Regions from separate parts of the Mus musculus genome. Here region 1 is linked to region 2. Evidence: chromatin contacts called from public Hi-C data. All regions are on one chromosome and are shown on one strand. Each heading gives the region's core, a stretch centred on a gene start, on an enhancer-like site or on the middle of the called end of the contact. The rest is flanking DNA. Distances are from core to core; before and after follow the strand shown.

What was found. Hi-C and Micro-C count contacts between places; a contact is called where the count stands out from the background.
Region 1: a Hi-C map of regulatory T cells shows a contact between it and region 2, with 2.6 times the contacts expected there. The contact joins the enhancer-like site here to the promoter of Lef1 in region 2. A contact is called at or near these places in 6 of 39 promoter capture datasets (the C10 cell line, embryonic stem cells, liver and 2 more), 2 of 15 datasets of contacts at CTCF or cohesin (CD8 T cells and the NIH/3T3 cell line), 42 of 484 Hi-C or Micro-C datasets (CD4 T cells, CD4 single positive thymocytes, CD8 T cells and 22 more), 18 of 115 datasets of contacts at active chromatin or transcription factors (the 230-238 cell line, CD4 single positive thymocytes, CD8 T cells and 9 more) and 3 of 9 other capture datasets (adipose tissue, liver and pancreatic islet).

What each region holds. Positions count from the first base shown.
Region 1 is chr3:131,156,957-131,161,560 of GRCm38.p6, forward strand. All of the region lies in intron 3 of Lef1 (lymphoid enhancer binding factor 1), which reads left to right. Among named protein-coding and RNA genes, the nearest start is that of Lef1, 49 kb to the left of the region's middle. Within about 2 kb of position 2,430, at least 22 of the 459 cell types and tissues checked have an H3K27ac peak or open chromatin away from gene starts, as enhancers often do. A contact at or near this core is called in CD4 single positive thymocytes, Th1 cells, Th17 cells and 4 more, where this site is marked.
Region 2 is chr3:131,107,989-131,112,495 of GRCm38.p6, forward strand. It overlaps Lef1 (lymphoid enhancer binding factor 1), which reads left to right and starts at 2,309. Exons shown (of 12, transcript NM_010703.4): 1 at 2,309-3,690. The coding sequence starts at 3,484.

The sequences.
Region 1 (4,604 bases), core at 1,180-3,679, 49 kb after region 2:
TATTTATTTATTTATTTAATGTGCAGCCATAGTGGAGCTCAGTCAGGACACTAAGCTCAAATGTGCTATATAAAGTGGACATGGCCTCTTTGGGCCCTTTTACTCATCCTGGGTTCTGTCAGCTGGGTCTCTCCTGGTCCCCCTGTCCGCTTAGCTCTTCAGGTCCCAATCCAGGCCCCAAAGCCACCTCTGCTGCCAGGTTCTCCCCTTATTTTCTACTAAGAGAGAAAAAGAGAACCTCAGATTGCTTTTAACTTGCATGCTGTCTTTCATTCTTAGTCTTCAGAGTGGGAATTTTATTTTACTTTGTTAAAAATGAGTTTAGGGTCCAGAGCTAGATTTTGAGAGCTGAAAATAGAACAGAAATGGACTTGGATCTTTCTGGGTTTGACTCTGTGATTGTTCCTGGTGAATGCCTGGTGACATTCGGGTTCATGTGTCATTGTGCAGAGCTTCCTGCCCCCACCAGCCTCTTGCCCCCACCCTGACCCTGCCCTGCCCTTCTCTGCCCACAGGGTCACAGTCACCTTGTTTGACCCTTTGAAAAAGTACCAGAAAGTTCTCAAGAGCGTACTAGAGGATGTTTGGTATTTTGTCAGCCCTGGAAGCAGTCTTGGGTTTGGGGTGCCTGCATTGTGTGGCAAAACAGGATGTTTGGGGTGAGCCTGCCTGCAGGCTGTGTGGTTGTGGCAGGATGGGCGCCCTGGCTTTGCCCCTCACTCCCTCGCCAATCCATTTTCTTTGTGTACAGGCTTGTCACGCTGGGGCCCGTGTGGCTTTCCTCCCCAGTAGCCACACCTCTTGCCATCGCCACATGGGTCCCATCTGTCTCTATCAAAACACCAGAGCACAGATTAATGTGATTTGAAAACTCGGTGAGGCACCAGGCCTAAGCCCACTTTATACTTTTCTTGTCCGGCAGTATCTTTCTTGAATGCCAGCTGCATCTTGCTTGCTTGCCCCATGGTCCTCCCTGCATCCTTTCTCCCTTCTCCCAGCTGTTAGTCAAGAACAGAGAACAGTTGGGGCTGAGTCTCTGGGAACAGAGGAAGGGGTGAACCAGCCACCTCTTGCTTTCCCCTCCATCCCCTGTCCCCCAAGACTGCAGCTGGCCTGCTTGATGCTCTGTGACTAAGCCACCTGAGTCGTCTATGGCCGAGTCTCTGAAATACTCAGCAAGCAGCAATTGTTGTTCTCAAATACCAGCCTGTGGGAAGCAAGATAAATGTGTGTAAACCGTTAGGAATTACACAGCTTTAGACACATTCAGGAGGAAAATGGGGGAACTGAAGGCAGAGGTGGATATCTCATTGATATCTCATTGACCTGACACATCTCAGAAGGTTCCTCGTTGACTTTTATAGGGCTTGGCTCAGGTCACTGTCACTTCTGGTTCTCAAGTTCTGCTGGTCCCTTTGGGGGTGTGGGAGGGGAGTTGATTATCTCTTAGATTCTAAAGTACCTCAGGAAGGCTGCTGGTCCTAATTTGACCTGGTTGTTAGGGCCATCTTTCTCCATGAAGAAGTACTATCTTTCTCATGAAGCTGATCGCCTTTCAAATTCATTGAAACAACATAAAGCAAATTGCTACCCAGAGTCTGGACAAATCTCAAAGATGCTCTGATGGTAGCACCCATCCAAGTGGTCAGTAATACAAAGGATTGTCCTGACTTGTTCCTGTGGCTGGGATAAAACATTGACTAAATCCAGCTCAGGGAGGAAAGGGTTTATATTATATTTTTACCAGATAGGGTCCATTATTGAAGGGAGCTGGGAGCTCAAGGAAGAAACAAAAACAGAAACCATGAGGGAACACTGCTGGCTTGCTCTCCATGGTTTGCTCAGTTGGCTTTCTTATGCAACACAGGACTACCACTTGCAAAGGGGATGGCACCACCCACAATGGACTGGGCCTTCCCACTTCAATCACTAATCAAGAAAATGCTCCAGGAGACAGAGACACGCCCACAGCCAATCTGATGGAAGCAATTTCTTGATTGAGAACCTTGATTGAGATCCCATCTTCCCGGGTGACTATAGTTTGTGTCGAGTTGACAGTAAAAACTCACCGGTGCAGATAGCCGTGTCGTTACCGAGCAGCGACTAAGGGTTGTGAATGTTATAAGTATTCTGTTTTTTGCATTTATTGCTTTATTTATGCGCTTGCTTATTTAGAAACAGCCTCACTCAATAGCACCAACTGACCTGAAACTCACTATGATGACCAGGCTGGCCTTGAACTCACAGAATCCCACCTGTCTCTGCTCCCAAGTGCTAGGATTAATGGCGTGAACCACTAAACCTGGCTTACGAGTTTATTGTCTCTAGTACTTCCTGCAGTAACCGACACACAATCGTCTCCTTTTACAGCTGAAGAAGCAGAGTTTAAGCTGGTAGGCAAGGGTTCCAGAGGAAGCCAGTCACACAAGGTCTGCAGCAAGGCCCCTGCAGGGGGTGCCGCCGGTGACAGTTGCCAAAGGCTGAGCACTGAATCAGGAGGTTGAGGAAATGGCATTTGTGTCGTTCCTTTCGACACAAGTTCCATCTCGAAGACAATTATCCTTTTTAGCAGTCTTTTAGGAACAGACAGGCAGTTGTACCATAGGCGGCAAACCAACGCTGTTCCATTGTGGAGACTGTGAGTGCCTGGAGTATATATGGTACTTAAAGGAGACTTCAGCTTCAGAGGAATCAGAATAAACTCACTTGAGGCATTACTTTTAGAAAGTGAAAGTGCTCAGAGGTAAGGACTTCGATGCTGAGCAGTTTCCATCTCTGTACTACCTAGGATCAACAACAGACATACACACACAAACACATTCACTCATACATAACACATACTCACACTCACACATATACTCAGATCCACATGCACACACATTTACACACTCACACATGCACACATACACAGGCACACACACACACACAACACAAAGTATTGTTTGGCAGTTGTTAATTTTCTACCTGGACAACTGGTTAGAGCTACATCCTTCTCTTCTTCTCCGCCTCAGTAGGAGCTGCCAGCAAGCTGAGGAGAAGTTTTGGAAAGGGAGAACCTTGTCCTTGGGAATCCTCATTACTTTCCCTTTCACACCCCTCCCCCTCCAGCCTTTAAAAGTGATAATTGCTTGAAAGGACTGGTGGGAAGTAATTTGTATTGGTGAAGCTCCAGTGAATCTCAATGGAGTGGTGTTGACCATTGGTGGCTTCCTGTTTAATTACGGGGCTTGAGAACTATGGTACCTGCCCCCATCTCAGCCAAGGGCCTGAGACTTGGTGGGGATAAGAAAGCAAAAAAAGAAAAGGGAAAAACAAAACAAAACAAAACAAAACAGGACTTCCCTGGTTTTTCAAAATCTTGTATGTAAAACAGGAAGTCATGGTTTTGTAACAGCGGAGAATGTCTTCAAACGCTTTGAATGTTTGAGTTTTGGTCTCTAGATTAAAGTGTGTACCAGTTCAGGATGGTTGCGGCTTCTGGTGGTTGCTGCCCCCGGGTCTTGGCACTTTACATACCTGCCTTTACGTGAATGCTGACGGCACAGCGTTGTAAGGGGTTTGTCCGTATTAACATGTGCCCTCCACTAAGTCCTCTGGGCCCCCCCAGGTCTCGCTCCTATTGTCCAAACGAAGGAAAACAGTAACGGAGTGACTCTCCGGTGGCCACCCTGCTGGTGATGGCAGCACTGGCCTTACAGTTCTGGCAAAGGGGACATGCAACTCATCTTTGCTGTCCTGGTAGACAGGCTGTCCCTCTAGAGTTTCAGAAGCCTCCGTAGACAATCCAGCCCTTGGCCAGTCACCGCTTTTCACCTGTTAACAACAGAGACAAATGGAGCCAGAAGAGTTGCCCAAGGCGCTCCGATGCCAGTGCCTCCTGCATGGTCTCACTCCTGCTTTGGATTTAATTGGTTCATCCACACAGGTGTTTGGGCAGATGTACCTAAAGGCTGCGTAGATGGAGACAAACAGATCTAACAAGTTGCCCCTCTGTCTGCCAAGTCCCTTTGTTAACAAGCCGGAATACACAGATAGAAATGTCAAGATTTTAGACACCCAAGTCTGTATGCTAAACCTGGGACCGGGAAGAGCCTCTGCCGAATTCCACAGTTGGCCTGGTTCCCATCCTGTATTCTCGGCTGCAGATAGAAAATGGAAAACACACAGCAGTCAACCCTAATTATGTGTAAGATCTCACTGCAGATTCCTTCTAATGTAATTAAGGGGGTTAATAGTGTCAGGAGTGGAGGGAGCGGGGGACCTGAGGTGTGACAGGGGAGGGCTTGTTTGCTTCTGTTCGGTTTATTTTTAAAGGCTTGTGTTGAGCTGTTCATCCTAAGCCAAAGTGAGCGTCCTGTCAAGCAAGGGACCCGAGGAGGCTGGACTCTGCGCTGGTGCTGCTCACCATCCTGTTCTGCCACATGGGAAAGATCTGTCAGATAGGCCAGGGCGTCTTACCTCACAGCTCAGGGCTTCCTGAGGGTGCTTGCTCTTGCTCCGACGCAAGTGACCCCAGTTCCAGGACTGCCTTTTATATAATGTGTTGTACACGCAAGGAAGGGAAATGGGAGTTTGTCTCGTGCTTTTATTTGGATTGGACAAAC
Region 2 (4,507 bases), core at 1,059-3,558:
AGGGTAGCCCTGTTTAAGGTTTGCAACATTGCTAAAGACAGCACACTGCGGAGACCACTCACGCAGAGCGAGGCCATTTGGAGATTTCGTTAGAACCAATGCTTCCAAAGAGGGTTACAGCAAGGTACCAAATGCAGCCACTTATTCCAGCCCTTGTAATAAAGCATTTTCACTAGTCATTGCTCCAAAAATTCCCATCTCGAGCTCCTAATCTCTGGGACACCTAGAGCTGAGCTTCGTATGACTCACATAGTACAGATAATTAACGCGAAGGAGAAAATGAGAATTCGAATTAGTTGCAACACTTAAACAGGGAAGATGTAGACTCGTCATTTAATCTCCTCTTGGCTTTCAAAAAATACCCTCTGGCTATTCTTCTTGCCCCCTCCCCCCTTCTGGGTTTGATGAAAAGGACCGGTCTACTCCGACTTCTTTGATGAAGCTGCATCTTCCAAGGGTTCTTGTGCTCAGTCAAATTGGCTCACTCAGAGGAGGAATTCTGACTTTGTTAAATTTATGTTAGCAGGAGCTGTAAACGTCTGAAACTATGTCCCTTTGCTCTTCACCCTATCACACTGGAGGCTGCATAGATTCACTCTAAAAATGGATTTATTCCCAACCTTCCTTTTATTCTCCCTGGTACCCTGAAGGAAAAATGCCATTTTTGGCTTTTGTAAGGTATAGTCTTGACAATTATTTAATTTTTAAAGAAAAGTTTTTGTTATTCTGACTTCTTTCACCAGCCCCTTGTTGTACCTAAATCTATCAGATTACATATGACCAACCACGTCCTATGCAGCAAACCAAACTATACATATATTTCAAACATATATATATATATATATATATATATATATATATATATATATCCACCTCCTAGCCAGCTCCCAAACTGGTAGTTATCAGTAAGCAAAGTTTTAAATGCTGACTTAAAGAACTGTTAAAGTCTACAATGCCCAATAGCCCACACTTTCACCTTTAAAAGAGAGCTCTTGTCCTAAGCGTTCTTATGTAATGAAACCAACACACGATTCGTTGGAGTCTTATTTTCCATTTAAGTAAGATGGAGATACAATTCTTCCTGTTTACTGCTCCCAGGTTCTACAGATGGCTGCCTCACTGGTCTAATGATTTTGCCTGAATATTTGACTTGAGGGGAGGGGTTGAGAGCTAAAAGACAATGTGTTTCCAAACTTAAGCCCCACTTACACAGTGACTTTCACAAAGCGTCGCCCTTAAAAGTCCTGTCCAAAATGCACCAAGGAGACAGTGGGAACCGGAGAATTTTTGAGGTTTGATTCGTATTTACATCCATCCTTTAAAGGTCCCTTTCAGCGGAGTCTCCAGGATGTCAGCAACTGCCCAGTGCTGCCTGCCTCTCCTAGGTTGTTCTTCTCCCTCCTTTTGGGATGTATTTTCCTTTTTCTACGAGGTCTCTACACGCTGAGTCGAGAATCTCCAAAAACCCACGTTCATTCGGTGATAAAGGCACAATGAATGTGATAGCGTAGAAGCGATATTTAAGGCTCAGTCTTCATCCACACCCTTCTTACTGATCCTTCCCCCCTGGTAAGCCTGGAGATTTTATTTTCGCTAGGGTGGTGTGCCCTTGTCTCCGAAGTGTGTGTGATTCACGGTTAGTAGAGTCACAACTCTTCTGTTTGCCTTTGCTGAATCTCTTCTCTCTGGTTAGGTGAGCAATGTGTTACATTTTCTCCTTTTCCTTCCCCTAGTCCCTAATTCTCGCCTTATTCCCTCTGTCAGAGCATCTATCAATGTGGTGTCGACCACAGCGCCAGCGGCTTTCTCTTTCATCTTCCTCCCCTTGCCTGAGTGAGGGGGCTAGAGTGGGCGGCGGGAAGGAGGTTGAAGAAAGACTGGCAAAGGACTAGAAGTGAGGCGCCGGGGGCGGGGTGGGGTGGGGTCGGCAAGAGAAGAAGAGATGCTCAGATGATGAAGTTAAGCCATTCCCGTAGTTTCTCGTCAATTTTCACGTGGGCCACACTGTTCTTTGGGGTTGGGTTACACACAGCACCCAGTCTATCTTCAGGTTGTATGGTGTCGTCCCCCCCCCCCCAGGCATGAACAGGCGGGCGCAAACACATACGCACCCCCACGGCGCCCCCCCCCCCCAAGTATGACTCGTCCTTTGGGTGCTAGGAAATGAACTAGGGCTGGGGGGGGGGGGAGAGAACCTGGATCTCCTCCTCCTCCTAACAGACTCCCTCCTCCCCACCCCTCCAGCAGGCAGCCAAGGAGAGCAGGAGGCGGGGGAGGGGCGGGGGAGGAGAAGCGACGCAAGTGAATAGCTTTGCAGCGCCGGCTAGGCGCGGCGAGGAGAAGCGGTGGGAAGGCGCAACCGCTCACCTGCGGGGCAGCGCGCACCGGAGGGACCGGGCTGCGCTTTCGTGGGCCCTGGCATTCGGACATTCCCGGAGCCTTGCAAGCGGCTACGCTCCGGGTGTTCCCCGGCCGGTCTGCCCGGAGGAGCCGAGGGGCCACCGGCAGCTCTTTGCTTTGACCGAGGGGAGGCGGGGAGAGAGGCGAGCCAGGCAGAAACTCGAGCCGGGAACAAAGAGGGATCGGGCTCGAGTGTGTGTGTGTGTGTGTGTGTGTGTGTGTGTGTGTAAGTGTGTGTATCGGCCCGAGCTGCGGGCTGGAACATTTGGGCCCGAAGCTCCTGCTGTGACTCCCCAAGACTCCGCCGTGCCAGCCACCGCCGATTCCCAGCGCTCATCATCACAAACTTTATTCTTGGCAAACTTCTCTTTTTCTCCCCTCCTCCTCCGCCCCTCCCCCTCCAGCAGATTAAATGCTCCTCCAGAAGGAAAACCGAAGCGAAAGGGAAGGAAAGAAGCTCTAACGCGGACGTCTGCAGCCCGGTGGCTCTTTATTGTTTACTCTGAAGGAAGTGGACTTTTCGGTATTTTCTGATTCTTCTCGTACCTCCGCTGGGGCAAAGGGAGCCTCTTGGCCCAGCTCTCCTCTTCTCAAAAACAAAACAAAACAAAACCCCAAATCACCGAAATCAGCATCCGAGGAATCCGTGGAGAGGTTTTGCACGGTGACGCACCACGGGACCCTCGTTTGCACTTTGGCAAGTCGTGTCCCCTCCGGAACCGGTGTCCTCGAAGCACAGACCCCAGCAACGAGTGCGGCGTGGGGTGGCCACCCAGCCCTGGCAGCCTAGCCTAGTGCACGCGGAGCGGCGTAGACGCTCTCAGAGGCGCCGGCGGCTGCCGCCCTCGCAGTCTGGTGCCCTTCGCCCCAGGGCCGGGCGCCGGCGTCCTTCTAAGTGGGAAAGCGCGGCAATCGCAGAGGCTCCTGCAGCTGCTCCAGCCGTGGGCCCCTCGCTTGCCCACCCGGCTTCCATTCACAGTCCTCCCGCACTCAGTCTTCCAACTCCCCCACCTCACATCGACCCTCCCTTCTTGCTGTCTCGGAGTGCTCCCGCAGCGGAGCGGAGATTACACAGCCGCCGGGATGCCCCAACTTTCCGGAGGAGGCGGCGGGGGGGACCCGGAACTCTGCGCCACCGATGAGATGATCCCCTTCAAGGACGAAGGCGATCCCCAGAAGGAGAAGATCTTCGCCGAGATCAGTCATCCCGAAGAGGAGGGCGACTTAGCCGACATCAAGTCATCTTTGGTTAACGAGTCCGAAATCATCCCAGCCAGCAACGGGCATGAGGTGAGTGGGCAGCTGTCCGGAGAGGCGTGGCGGGTCCCGGGGAAGCGGAGGGGAAGCAAGCAGGGTGCGCGACCACGGTGGCCATTGAGCCCTGGTCCCTCGCGGGCTGGGTGGGGAATAACGGCCCCTAGTCCATGGTGCGCACGTGTGTGAGCAGCGGGCAGGGAAATTTATCCCAAGTGTTTCTATGGCTAAACGGTGGCAAATGGGCAGGAAACGCTGGCCTATACCGGACCGGTTTCGTCCTCCGACGTTTCGGTGGCTCTGAGGGACGCGGTGCATTAAAACAGGGATGTCTAAACACAACTGTGAAGTCTATCATGGGGTGGAAAACAAAGTGCATCCGCTAGCTCTCTCGGTACAGTGCACAGAAGTGCGTTAAACCACCGAGGGCTCCAAGGAGCGAAGCCCCAGGCGGGAGGAAGGAGAGGCGGGCGTGGGCCTCGCAGAAGGGGCCGTCCCAACCGCCGTGGAGCCGGGGCGCGCGCCCTAACTGCGGGGGCGTTGCGGGGCCGGGTCCCCACAGCAGGAGAGGCTGCTGCCGGGAGCCGTGGGCGAGCCGATCCGAGCCAGCCAACGGCACCGATACCGCAGTCCTTCCGCCCGCAACCCCGGCGTTTAAAGTGGAAAGAAAAGCGTTTATTTGGGGTTAGGCTGGGTTGGGATCAGGCCCTGGATCTCTGCAGAAGAAAGGCGAGCCCTCGGCGGAAGCCGGGCGGCGGCTAGGGAGGAGGGACGCGCTTTATCAGATCTCCGGGCCAGCTGAAGGCGACGGCGCTGGTAACCCGAGTAGAGTAAATAGAGACACGTGGGTGCC